3 separate regions of the Mus musculus genome follow, and regions 1 and 3 are each linked to region 2. The links are chromatin contacts, called in public HiChIP or PLAC-seq maps. All regions are on one chromosome and are shown on one strand. Each heading gives the region's core, a stretch centred on a gene start, on an enhancer-like site or on the middle of the called end of the contact. The rest is flanking DNA. Distances are from core to core; before and after follow the strand shown.

What was found. HiChIP or PLAC-seq counts read pairs in DNA pulled down with a chosen protein or histone mark.
Region 1: a contact with region 2 is called in an H3K27ac HiChIP or PLAC-seq map of heart atrium, with 5 read pairs. The contact joins two enhancer-like sites. A contact is called at or near these places in 5 of 484 Hi-C or Micro-C datasets (the HPC-7 cell line, bone marrow-derived dendritic cells, cerebral cortex and 2 more) and 5 of 115 datasets of contacts at active chromatin or transcription factors (bone marrow-derived dendritic cells, double positive thymocytes, heart atrium and 2 more).
Region 3: an H3K27ac HiChIP or PLAC-seq map of heart atrium shows a contact between it and region 2, with 5 read pairs. The contact joins two enhancer-like sites. A contact is called at or near these places in 1 of 115 datasets of contacts at active chromatin or transcription factors (heart atrium) and 1 of 9 other capture datasets (embryonic stem cells).

The regions. Positions count from the first base shown.
Region 1 is chr12:79,761,247-79,765,744 of GRCm38.p6, reverse strand. The region is part of intron 8 of Rad51b (RAD51 paralog B); the gene reads right to left. Among named protein-coding and RNA genes, the nearest start is that of Gm36048, 35 kb to the left of the region's middle. Within about 2 kb of position 3,049, at least 40 of the 459 cell types and tissues checked have an H3K27ac peak or open chromatin away from gene starts, as enhancers often do. A contact at or near this core is called in heart atrium, where this site is marked.
Region 2 is chr12:79,903,171-79,907,279 of GRCm38.p6, reverse strand. Gm46361 (a long non-coding RNA gene) reads right to left here. Exons shown (of 2, transcript XR_001780641.1): 2 at 2,698-3,455. Among named protein-coding and RNA genes, the nearest start is that of Gm51985, 5.3 kb to the left of the region's middle. Within about 2 kb of position 2,264, at least 114 of the 459 cell types and tissues checked have an H3K27ac peak or open chromatin away from gene starts, as enhancers often do. A contact at or near this core is called in heart atrium, where this site is marked.
Region 3 is chr12:80,045,015-80,049,471 of GRCm38.p6, reverse strand. All of the region lies in intron 3 of Gm36660 (a long non-coding RNA gene), which reads left to right. Among named protein-coding and RNA genes, the nearest start is that of Gm36834, 28 kb to the right of the region's middle. Within about 2 kb of position 2,706, at least 54 of the 459 cell types and tissues checked have an H3K27ac peak or open chromatin away from gene starts, as enhancers often do. A contact at or near this core is called in heart atrium, where this site is marked.

The DNA of each region.
Region 1 (4,498 bases), core at 1,800-4,299, 140 kb after region 2:
ATTTAGCATCAAATAGAAAAGAGTAAAATTTAAAGTATCCCTGGCTCATGTGTACACAACCCAAAACATGAACAGAGGAAGGTGAAAATAAATAATCTGGCTATGTGAATCTGATGACCTCGCCTCCTGATCCAATCCTCTTGGGTCCTCCATGCCGGAGGATAAGATGTGAACGCCTGAACAGTATATTCTGTGGTCTTTGTCTTCCGCCCCTGCCCCTCCCTCCGACTTTACCTCTCTGAGCTTCCTGTGTCCTTTCCACTTCTCAGTTCTCACCAGCCTTGACCTCGAATCAGCAGGCGATAAAGCTCCCCACTCCTACAGACTCTTCTGGCCTTCTCTGTTGACTTTTGCCTCAGAGAGAGCACGTCTTTAGCCTTTCTGTCTTTCATCTCTCTCTTCTTCATCTGGGTGGACCCCAGGGAACTGGGCACAGCCAGCGTTTTTTCCAAATAGTACCAAATGCTAAAAAGCCATTGGGTGGTTATGAAATGCATGTTCATTGTTAGTAAGAGGCCAGGTCTTTCTCACCTTAGAGATGAACTCACTTCCAATTTCCTGGAGATACACAACCTTTCCATCTCTCTTCCACTATCCCCCCCCCCCTCCAGTGCTATATATGCTTTGTTCATGGTACTGCGTTACAGAAGGATATTTTCCTACAAGTAGATAGCACATTTTGAACACATTCCCCCATATCTCTCTGTTTTCTCCTTTCTTTCTTCTCCCTCCTTATTAGCCACCTTTGATTTATTGTTTCCTTTTCATATTCACACCATATGTACATGTAAGATTTTATGGATCTATATAAAATCTAGGAAGTATGAGTAAGAAAAATACATAATATTTGCCTTTGGGGGACTCAATTTACTTAATACAAATATCTCCAATTGCATCCATTTTACTGCAAATGATATAATTTTATTTCTCTTCATGTCTGAAAAAAATTCCACGTGTCTCTATAAACCGTATTTTCTTTAACCACTCCTCTGCTATAGATATAGGTTGATTCCATAATTTAGCTACTATTTTTATGTATATATGTGCACCATGTGTGTGCTTGGTGCCCACTGGGGCCAGAAGAGGGTGTCAGGTCCCCTGTAACTGGAGTTATGGGGAGCTGTGAGTCACCACGTGGGTGCTGAGAGTGGAACCTAGGTCCTCTGTAAGAATAGTGAATGTTCTTAACTGCTGAGCCACCACTCCAGTACCTCTTTTGATTTTTTCTTTTAAAAAGAAAAGCCAAAAATCAATGTTTTGAGGACTTGGTCTGAGGCTATTGTTCAGTGGAAGAGTACTTGCTTATCACATACGAGGCCCTGGGTTCAATTCCATAGCACCACATAAAAAATTTCCCTCAATTTACATTTTAAAGGGTTGTTGTTGGTGGTGTTCTGTTTTGTTTTGTCTGTATTTGTTTTTTAAGACAGGGTTTCTTTGTGTAGACCTCATTGTCTAGGAACCAGTTCTGTACACCAGGCTGGCCTTGAACTCACAGTGATTTGCCTGCCTCTGCCTCCAAGTGCTGGGATTGAAGGCATGCACCTCCCAACCCCCCCCCCCCCAGCTAAACAGATGGGCTTCGTGCCCATCAAGATTTTCTATGTGCTCATAGAAAATGTATGGTATGACCTCATGTCTCAACTCTACCCTGTGTCCAGAGCTGCCTCTCAAATGCCAAATTCTCTTATCATCACAATAAATAACTATTGCCTTCCTCCTCTAAAGTTACAAAATACCTTTTAAAATCCTCTCACTTACCTCCATTTTCTATTGTGGCATATTATTTGTGTGATTTTTGTATAATACACATTATAAATGAGCCAGAGGCATGCCCGGTTTGTGCCAGCAGGCCCTGTATCACTTAACACAAGGATGCTTACACTGACTAAATGACTAATAAGTTATTCCCATGCTGAACCATGTTATAGACTTGTTTTAACAGCATATTTACATTCTTAATTCTACCTTAAGCTAAAATTAATAGGTTTGCATTTTTTCAAGCTAACTGTAGCAGCCAGCTGTTTATACATCTCCTAAGTGAGCGGATTAAGTGAAGCTGTGCTTCACAGTTTGCCAAGAAAAGGCTACATGTGAACAATTAGGAGTTACTAATTGGTTAAGAACTTACAACTTTTTTTTTTTTTTGGTGGTGATAAAACTGGTGGAGTGTCCTAGTTCTAAAGGAAGGCAAAGGATGGTTCTAGAGATCAGAGACACGTTCAGGGCATGGGTGACTGTTTTAAACATTTCATAAAAGTAAATAAACAAGCAAATGGTTATAAAACCAACAAAAATAAAGCAAAATGAAAAACTCTATACCACGAGGCCCACGGGAGCGGGATGGAGGGGTGGCAGACACTTGGCTGTTCTTTGGTCAGATATATTTGGGATCTAATCAAGGGCTGCAAGGGCAAATGACAGAGAAAAGCTTCCAGGGAAAACTCTGAGTGAGTGACCTTGAGGAGACGTGTTCCAGACACACTTGCAAGCATCAGGCCAGTGTAAGAATAACCCCAGCAAGGCCTTTAAAGTTACTAATGATGAAGACAATGCTTCCAATTTTACTATATACTAGGCACTATGTAAACCCCTCAAATAGAGGCACCTTACATTGTTTGAATTTCATATCTCAGTACACATTTTTTGAGCCTATGAGATAGCAACACTATCAGTTCTACTGACAGACTTAAGCTATGAGAGATGAAGGCAGTTCCTTAAAGTCACGTAGATTGATTAACGGCAGAGCTAGGTTTCAAAACTAGGCTGCTAACCCCTACTTCGATTAGCCTTCTCTGGGCTCATCAGGTCTTGAAGATCAAATATCTTGTTATTCTCCTGTGCACAGGGGCTGAGAAGGGTCTTGGATTGCCCAAAGGCCCATTTCAGGAACGGTCCTGACAAGTTATCTTATCACTCCTATGAAAATGCTTGTCACTCAGACTCCACAGTCAGCTTCCTTTGTTCTGATGTTCAGTGATAACACAGGGCAAGAGGTCTCAACGAAGGCAGCACATGCATGCCCTGGCTTGGCAAGTTATTTAACTTTGCTCAACTGGCCTAGCAGCTGCATTCACACAAGTCAGGTGGCCTACAGCTGACCTTTAAGCTAGAGGCTTAAACTCAGGTTAGGAGAGGAAAGATAGGTCACTTCACGCAGCTTCAAACACAAGAGAAGAACTGGAGGTGGCTCTGGTGGTAGATGACTTGAGAGGGGTCAACAGGGAGGCTGTCAGTTACTATACATTCATGGTCTTGTTTCCTACAGGAGAACTTAGTGGTCCTTTCTGTCTTTGCAGTTTCTAGCATTCCCATGAGAGGGCTGGAATAAGTGCTCACTAATGCTGTTTATGCAAAATTCAAAGCAGGGAGAGTCTGCTTACTGACTCTTTATAAAAGGTGATTTCCTGCCCAGTGACCTCATTGGTTAGGAAACTGATAAGTAGGTCTTCTCTGTGTTCATTTTCAGCGGAAGTTCTGAAAACTGGGGCACTCTCCCTTCCTCCCATTTTTGAACAACTGTGATATTTAGACCTGCCAAGGCTGTATGACTTCATTGTCTGGCATTTGGTGGATTCCGATACAAATAAAAAAATAAGTCAAAGACATGAACTGGGACTTGAAAATATTTTCATGATTGGGTTGTTTTTTTCCTTTTTTTTTTTCCCCATCCTCACAGGCTAGAGTCTGCAAGGTCCCCAGAACAGCCTAGTTCATTCACACTGAAGTGAGGCTCTCTCAAAAGACTGTGGGAATCCTTATGCCCCACTCTGTCAGAGACTTGGCTAGGTGAGTTAAAGCTTGCTAGTCTCCTTCTGTGATTGCTTACCCATCTGTAAAATTCGAATAATAATTCTTGCCTCCAGGCAACCAAAGGTTCTTGGTGACCCTAGATGGAGATACTTGATATGGCTAAGGATAAATAGCAGGAACAAAGATACAAACACAGAAGATGAAAGGTGAGGGGGAAAAGATGTTTAATCGCAGCTCTCTCCCTTTCTTTCTTTCTTCCTTCCTTCCTTCCTTCCTTCCTTCCTTCCTTCCTTCCTTCCTTCCTTCCTTCCTTCCTTCCTTTCTTTCTTTCTTTCTTTCTTTCTTTCTTTCTTTTCCATTCTAATCGTTATCAGAGATAGCAAAGCTTAGGAATGACTCGGTGAGGATCTGGACGGAGCTTCTAAAACTTCTCCCAGAACTGCTATCTTTTGGAGCCAGTTCCCAGCCTCTGGTGGGAGTTGGATAGGAAAACACATTTCTCCCATGGTCTCTCTGCTCTGTACACACAGGATGTAGATCTCATGATTTCAGGGCTAGAGGAGGATAGCCAAGTTGTTAGGGAGCCTGGTTTCTAGAAGGTGATGGGCAGCTGGTACCACTCTGTGTCAGTCAGTATTTAGGAAGGGCCTGTGTGTTTATGTGTGTGTGTGTGTGTGTGTGTGTGTGCTGTAATGAAAAAGTTTCTTTTCTGAAAACATTTAAATTTATGACTTCTCTGCCAAAC
Region 2 (4,109 bases), core at 1,015-3,514:
TGAGTCTTCCTTGGACTCCCGAACAAATGGCTCTGAAGTCACCTTTTGCTGGAGGAAACATGGTCCTTATAGGCGGGAACTAGAGTGGCCCCTGATAAGGCAGCGCATCCTGTCTGACTCCCCAGCCACACCCTCGCAGCTGGGCCAGCTGTGGTCTTTGCTGACTTCAAAGAAACTGCTTCCCTTGGATCTACATCAAGGACTTAAATGAGAAAAGGGTCCTCTGACCTTTCTAGTGAAGGATGGGACCACCTTTGTAGGGTGTGTGCGTGCGTGTGTGTATTTTTCCGGTCACTATTATGTTTTCACACACTGGATATAAAATATCTCAAAACAATCACCGGAAATAGTCTTTCACCTATGGCCAGAGACTGGAGTCTGGCCCAGTGTGGGAGAGGCTGTGCTCCCCTGTTGGAACCGGGGGCCATGTAAGCATACTAGCAAAGGTGGGTGGCCCAGGTTTCAAACTTTCATTCTGAGGTACCCTCCTCCAGGAGTGCATGGTTTCTGATTGGATATGGCTTCTTGCCCACCATCGTGTTCTCCTTGAGAAATGTCCACCTAGGAGAGAGACCTTGTTCTCAGACCCATAATCTGCCTTGTTCTCAAGGTTTTCCACTTCAGCTGCAACCCAACCTGACAATCAAGAGCATTCCAGGCCTGAAATCCAGCCCTATCCTGGTATCTTGAGAAGGTGCTTTGTGGTGGTTGTGGTCGGCCGTGTGGGGAGACAGTGGGATTTCCACCCATTCTGAGGTTAAGGCTGCTGGGTGCTGACCGTGGGAAGCTGACAGACTCTGTGGCAGTAAGGGCTGAAAATACTTCCCCAACCCACACCACCCTCAAGCCTTTAGGAAAGGGAGCAGATCCCACTCGGCCTTGCAGGCCTGAGCTGCAACACCAGGCTCAGCAGGCTCTGTTACCAGAAAGTGCTAACAGGGGCAGCCCAGGCCTCTGTGAGAGACCTCCCTTGAAAGGATCCTGGCCAGTCCTCTGGCCAATACCCACTGAGAGGCAGAGAACAACCACGAAGGAAGAAATGAGAAGCCTGAAGGTTTATAGGGAGGCTATTTGGCCCTACCCAGCCTCTCTGTGGGCTCTCTCAGCCACTATCCATAGAGCTTGAGGTTTAAAGAATGCAGGGAAGAGAGAACAGGCCCCAAACTGATTAGGACCCAACTTTCCAAACAGACACAGGTCACCCTCTTCCTGCCCCAAACACCAGGCAGAGCAAATGCTATTAATAACTGCAGCCTCTCTCCAGGCCACGAGGGCTGAGCCTGCTCCTCCAACTCGGCCAGCTGTTCTGAAACAGGTTTGGGAAAGTAATCTTTGGCACGTAATGAAAAGGGTGTGTAAGGGAGGGGGGTGCCCAAGAGTTCTCTATCAGGGCCAATATTATTTTTAATTGCCGAGAATCAGCCTGTGGCCGTTACTCAAGGCTGCAGAGACCGGGTTTGCCAGGGATCGGAAACCAACTTCAAGAGGAGTTGAAAAGCTCATTCCAAAGACTGTTCATTACTGAGCTGTGGCTTCTTGTGGAAAATCAGGTTATGTCTTGACGTTTGTACAATCCATTCTCCATGCCACCTCTCTCCCCCCTGTATCCCGCCGAGAGAGTGAGCGAGCAGTGAATTTGAGTTATCTGGGAATTTTAGTGTCTGACCCCCCCCCACAACCTCCACCCCACCCAAAGCATGACCGATGGCCCATTTTTCAAGCCAAATCTTGCCCCATGTAGGCAGCTGTCATGGAACCACAGAAAGTACTTGAAGGAGCACAAGCAATGGCTGGTTCTAATCTGGAGGGGGAAGAATATGAATTAACAAGGCAGTTCCTTATGGAAGAATGTTTTCTTTTCTTCAGCCTCAGCCTGCATATTTTCACAACATGTGTACTCTGTTACCTTGTCACTTCCCTGTTTTCTTTGGGTAAATAACTGGGCTCTGGACTTCAGGAAGAAAGAAAGAAACCCAGCCCAGGAGTGTCACTAAGGCAGGCCTGGCTAGCTGAACTAGCAGGGAGGAAGGAGTCTGTGCTGAGGGCCAAGGCAGCTTGTGCAGACTCAGTCTGGCCGGCCTAGCAGGGGCTGTTCACTGATCTCTACAGGTACTGGTGTGGGAGTGAGAGACCCGGGCACTGAACTGCCCAGCTGGGCCCTGTGCTTGGCAGACCTCAAGGCTGCAGGAAGTAAACAACTCTCCTTAGCTGAGTCAACTGTGAAGGCCTCTCTGAACCCAGCAGAGTCAACAAGGCTCACAAAGGCTCTTCTGCCAACTCTGCCCTTCCACTGGCCAGTGAGGCAGCAGGGATGAGAGAGGCCACTCTTGTGGTTCCCAGCAGTGAACCAGGGAGGAACTGGCAGGAGCCAGGGCCTTCTGTGGAACATGGGATAGGCTCTTCCTCCAGATCGAGAAAGTGTTTGGATGTGTTGGTGATGGAGTCCCGTGCAGATGTCCAAAGGCTTCTGTTCTTGTCTTCCAGGGATGCTGGGCTTTTCACTTGAACATTCCCCTGTGGTGTCTGTCACCTACTCCAGAAGAGGTAGAAAATAAATAAATAAATAAATAAATAAATAACCACTGGGCCACTAACTGGATGTCTTTCAAAGTTGCACTATTAAAGAAGGCATGAGATGATCCGTTGTGGGTTCCTTTAATGAGTGAAGATCTTTTCATTATAGAGCAGCAATGACTCTTTTTGATTTTGATTACATTTTTATTTCTTCATCTGTGCACGTGTGGGCACACATATAGGCGGTGGTCAGGAGACAGCTTGCAGAAGTCAGTTCACTCCTTCCACCACTGGGTCCCAGTGAGTCAAAGTTGGGGTGGTCAGGCTTTGTGCAAACCCCTAATCCACCCAGCTACTTCACCAGCTGAGTAACAGCAACTCTTACTTACTCAGCTCTTCACCACTGATAGTCAGAGAAGAAAATCAGAATTAGAAATGATGGATGACTCACGCCTATAATTGCAACACTTGGGTGACTGAGGCAGGAGAATTATGACTTTCAATCCGACCTGGGGTACATAGCAAGGTCTTGTGTTCCCCCCGCAAAAAATTAAACAGAATATAGAACCAATAAAATAATACTATCTTATTGCTCTTGATATTATATAGCATGTAAAAGAAGTTAAGTTTGCCATGTGTCACAGCATGCTTGCAGGAGAAACTGAGGCATACCTATTCAGAGACTGAGACTCTCATAAAGTCCAACAGTGGGCTTGGGAAAGGAAGGGTTAACTGGCTGTTGTCTGGGTGGCTGCATACCTATGTTTCTTTTTTTTTTCCATCTGCTCAGGAGCCTTTGATTCCAACCTTGAAATTCCCTGTCTCACCTTGTAGATCACACAGCCCTCCAGCCTTCCTGGGACAGATCTTTGGAACTTTAAAGTTGAATTTTCGGTTGCAAAGGTCTGGTCCTCATCTGCTGAGCACCTCTTTATATATCCCTGGAGTGAGGCAAATGTCCACAGGAGGGGTCACTTTGATGCTCAGGATGATCAGGATGGTGACTTTGGAAGCCATGCCTATCCTAAATTGCAGACTGCAAGGGCTTGTGGAAAAAAAGGAGACAGAGAGACAGGGGGAAGCAGAGACACAGAGAGAGACATCAGAGAGAGTGAGAGACATAGAAAGACACAGAGATAGACAGTCAGACAGACAGAAAGAGATAGACCGAGAAAACAGGCAGACAGAAATAGAGAGAGACAGAGAACCAAAAGCTTTCTGGGAACTGGGGATGAAGATATTTATAGTTTAAAAGTCGATTCTTCATGTGCTTAAATTGTACAAAGCCAGCTTCAGAGAGTGTCTGTGGGGGGAGGATGGGAGGAGCTTCCATGATAATGAAGACCACAGCTAATGGGGCCTTGCTCCCTAGGCCAGGGGAAATGCTTTGCATGTACTTCTGATTTTGCAATCTTCATAAGAACCCTCTGTTGTAGGTATTGTTGTCCTCCTTTACCGGGTGAGGAATCTGAGGCACGGGGTAAATATATAGCTTACTCCCACTTACTCAGAGAGACCCATAAAGTTGGGACCTGAACCTAATACTGCGATATACCAAGTGCGGTGTTTGAATTCAGCATGTGCTGCCTCTAAGA
Region 3 (4,457 bases), core at 1,457-3,956, 140 kb before region 2:
GCCAAGGCAAGGGGTTATGAAATACACTGTGTCAACCCCAGATTAATTTGTTGAATTGCAGTGCCCCTCCCCTGCCATGACTGTATTTGGAGACAGGACCTTTAAGGAGCTGATTACTTAAAAATGAGCCCCTTACCCTGCTGACTAGTGTGTCCTCTCACACTAGTGTATGTACATCAAGTCAAGATCAGGTGAGGGCACAAGCCAAGCCAAGAGTCCTCAGATCAAACCAGCACTGCAAATAGCTTGCTCCTGGGCCTCCAGGACGGTGAGGCAGATGAGTCTGCTGTTTAAGCCACCTGGTCTTTGCGTCTTGGTTACCAAAGCCCTAAAAAGTAAGATGGCACGTATCGGCAGAGAAGTGATGAGGCTCCCAAGGGTAAGAACAAGTCTTTGGTCCGGGGTTCCTTCAGTGCAGTCTCCTCGTAGGTCTTATGTGAATGAAGTGTGAGTATTTTTTTCCCACAGACCTCCATCTCCTGGGGACTGTGCGGCGGGTTGACAGTAAGGACAAATGGTACTCATAAACTCAATCCCACCACTCTCCTCCAGGAGTCAGGTAGGGAAGCCAGGAGTAGTTAGCCTGCAAACAGGTTGCCCTGTGGTTATCAGGGCCCAGTTGAAGGGAGTCACCAAACCCTGGAGTTTACATTCACCTGGAAGTGCCTCTCAACTGTCAAAAATTCCTTTGCCTGTGCCAAGGGCCTGAGTCAATATGCACTTCCCCCATGGGCCCTTCTTAAGGATTGCTACTCAAACAAGGCCTATTGTAGGTCTCTGAAAGCCCAAGTTCCTTCAGATATCAGACCAGAGATTATTGTCCCTATATCAAAGGACTAATAAAGGTCAACAGAGCTCAGAAAATGAATGCAGGGGTTGAATGTGGGTCAATCCTTTGGACCAGGGGGAACATGTCATCGATAAGGCTCACAGGAGGAAAATGTCCCTAATAGGGAATGTAGAACAAAATCCAAAAATCTATTTCATATACTGTTGAGTTTCAGCAGTGCTGAAGCAAAGAGCACTCCATGCTCTCGGCATAATTTGCATCATCCGGGGTCTTGCTTGTCTGCACTCCTCACTGCCCAAGAATCTGAGCTTTACTAGTGAAGAATGGCCCTTGTGTGACTGTATGTTTATGTATATTTGTGGGAAGAGCTTGTGGCAGAGACTTTGTGTGTATGTATGTGATGCAGGGTGGATGCTGGAGGAGGAAAAGGTGGGCTAGAAGAGCCAGGGCTGGAGGAGGTACAGGAGGGGGCATCGCAGCTCCAAGGACTCTCTTTGGAAAGTTGTAAGAACCTACTGCAACCTGTGTTCTTTCTCATCCAGCAGTTGCCACCCAGGGCCTCCCACTTCTTTTCTTTCCCTCCTTCTCCTCCTCCTTCTTTTGTTTGTTTTGTTTTTTGTTTTTCCAGACAGGGTTTCTCTGTAGTCTTGGCTGTCTTGGAGCTTGCTCTATAGCCTAGGCTGACCTTGAACTCAAAAAGATTTGCTTGTCTCTGCCTCTCAAGTGCTGGGATTGGAGGTGTGTGCTACCACTACCTAACCCCATTTCTTCCTCTCCAGCTGTCTCTTTTTCCCTTTTTCCCCCTCCTTTCCTTTTTCTCCCACTCCTCCTTTCCTCTCCTTAACACCCCCTCCCGTGATATGTGTCCCAGTGCTGTGTACATGGAAGTCAGAGATTGGTACTGGGTGTCTTCTGTCTCTCTCCACCTTACTTTTTTTTTTTTTTTTGACACAGGCTCTCTCATCGAAACTGTAGCTAACAGTTTTAGCTAGAGTGGCTCACCAGCAAGTTCTGGGGATCATCTCTTCCCCTGACCCAGTGCTGGGGCTGCGGGTGTGTGCTACAGTTCCTTTTTACATGAGTGTGGGGATCTGAACTCAGGTCCCCATGTTTATACAATGAACGTTATTCCCAGTGAGTTATTTCCCCAGCCAGCCCATAAGAGTTTGGTTTAATGTATTGTTCCAGAAGTTTTTTTTCTGGTGCTATCTTCCTGTTAGTTTGGCTAAGACATCTACAGGAGATGGCCAGCTTATCCATGGCCTTGGTGATCGTTTATAGGGGTTAACTTCAGTTTGCTCATTCACACAATATGAGTTTGATTTCATAGGGCTGTTGAGTTGAATAAATAAAATAAAGAGTATGTGGTACCCTTTTTACATGGTGAGAATTCAAAAATGTTAGTTTTTACTTAAATCTCAGCTAGGCAGTGTTTCACTCAGGAAGTCATTCAACAAATTTGTTGCCAATTAAGTGGTGGTAAAAGGTGCCCCCCCCTTTAGTTGAGCAACATTGTGGCCTAGATGTTCCCACCCTTATGAAATTACAGTCCAGTAGATAAGAAGCAAAGTGGAGTCAGGTGCTAGGGAAGGTTGTGACAGCATATTTTCTTAGCCTTGTTTTCTGATGTCGCCTCAATTGGCTGTGTAGCCAGATAGGAATATACGCTCAAGGGGAATTCTTTTAGCAAAACCTTGGGAACAGGACCATAGTGACTCACAGCAGGCTAAGCTCTAACAGCAGCAAATAAAGGGCTGGGAAATGGCTAAGAGACTCAAGCAGCTGTCACAACAGCCACCGTCATCTTCTGCTTATGTAGGACTCTTCTCTTGCAAGCTAAGTGCTTTGTAGATAGACATTACTCAGTGAATTCTCACAGCTTCCTTCTGGGGCAGGGAGGAGGCAGAGATTATTAGAAATGAGGAAACAGGCTTGGCAGGAGTATAACCGCCGTGTCTGAAGTCATACAGCTAGCACATGCTCTGGTCCCTGGATTGGCTTGCCCAACTTGTAGCGCATTGGCTTACTTGGTGTCCATAGGACAGTGAGGTTGGGGAGTTGTGTAACTGGGAAGCACATGTATAGGTGATGGATAGGAAAACCTCACAACTATGCTTCCCAAACACTATTTCTGGTTCTTCACTCTGTTTTGCATGGGTAGCCTTAAACATCATGTGTAGAGACACTACTGCTTGGTCCCTTCCTTATTCGTCCTTGGGATGTTCCAGTGATGGGAACTTGGAGGGAAAGTGGTGTTACGGTTTTTGTTTTTTTTTCTGTGACTTTGGTTATCTGGACTAGCCAATTGTGACCCACATACATTACATAGAAAAATTCCTGAAAGAGCAAGTTTAAGATTGTAGGCTGTAAGGAGTGGCATGGTGAAGAAATCTTGCTCCAAATGAAGCACACGATCCTCCCTCTGATATGTCTTCAGAGGGTCAGTTGTAGCCTAATGCTACGTCACCACGTGGACATCAACTCAGTCCATTATCTCCCATCATTACCAGAAGCACTAGAACACTGTAGCAAGACAGTTGAGGGAAAAAAAAGATCATCTCCACATATCTTTTATTATAGCATCTTGTTATAATGGCTCTGTTTTATTATTTGTTATTGCTGTCAATCTCTTGCTACATCTAAGTCACGCATTAAACCCTATCATAGGTATGTATGTAAGAGGAGCCTAGGTAGAATTCAGTGCTACCTATGATGTCAGGAGTTCACCGAGGGCCTTGAAAAGTCCCTCCTGCACAACTGGCGGTTATCATGTAGAAGAATGCGAATTGATCCATTCCTATCTCCTTGTACTAAGGTCAAATCTAAGTGGATTAAGGAACTCCACATAAAACTAAGACACTGAAACTTATAGAGGAGAAAGTAGGGAAAAACCTAGAAGATATGGGTACAGGAGAAAAATTCCTGAATAGAACAGCAATGGCTTGTGCTGTAAGATCGAGAATCGACAAATGGGACCTCATAAAATTGCAAAGCTTCTGCAAGGCAAAAGACACTGTCAATAAGACAAAAAGGCCACCAACAGATTGGGAAAGGATCTTTACCTATCCTAAATCAGATAGGGGACTAATATCCAATATATATAAAGAACTCAAGAAGGTGGACTCCAGAAAATCAAATAACCCCATTAAAAATGGGGCTCAGAGCTAAACAAAGAATTCTCACCTGAGGAATACCGAATGGCTGAGAAGCACCTGAAAAAATGTTCAACATCCTTAATCATTGGGGATCAAAACAACCCTGAGATTCCACCTCACTCCAGTCAGAATGGCTAAGATCAAAAATTCAGGTGACAGCAGTTGCTGGCGAGGATGTGGAGAAAGAGGAACACTCCTCCATTGTTGGTGGGATTGCAAGCTTGTACAACCACTCTGGAAATCAGTCTGGCGGTTCCTCAGAAAATTGGACATAGTACTACCGGAGGATCCAGCAATACCTCTCCTGGGCATATATCCAGAAGATGTTCCAACCGGTAAGAAGGACACATGCTCCACTATGTTCATAGCAGCCTTATTTATAATAGCCAGAAGCTGGAAAGAACCCAGATGCCCCTCAACAGAGGAACAGAAAATATGGTACATTTACACAATGGAGTACTACTCAGCTATTAAAAAGAATGAATTTATGAAATTCCTAGGCAAATGGATGG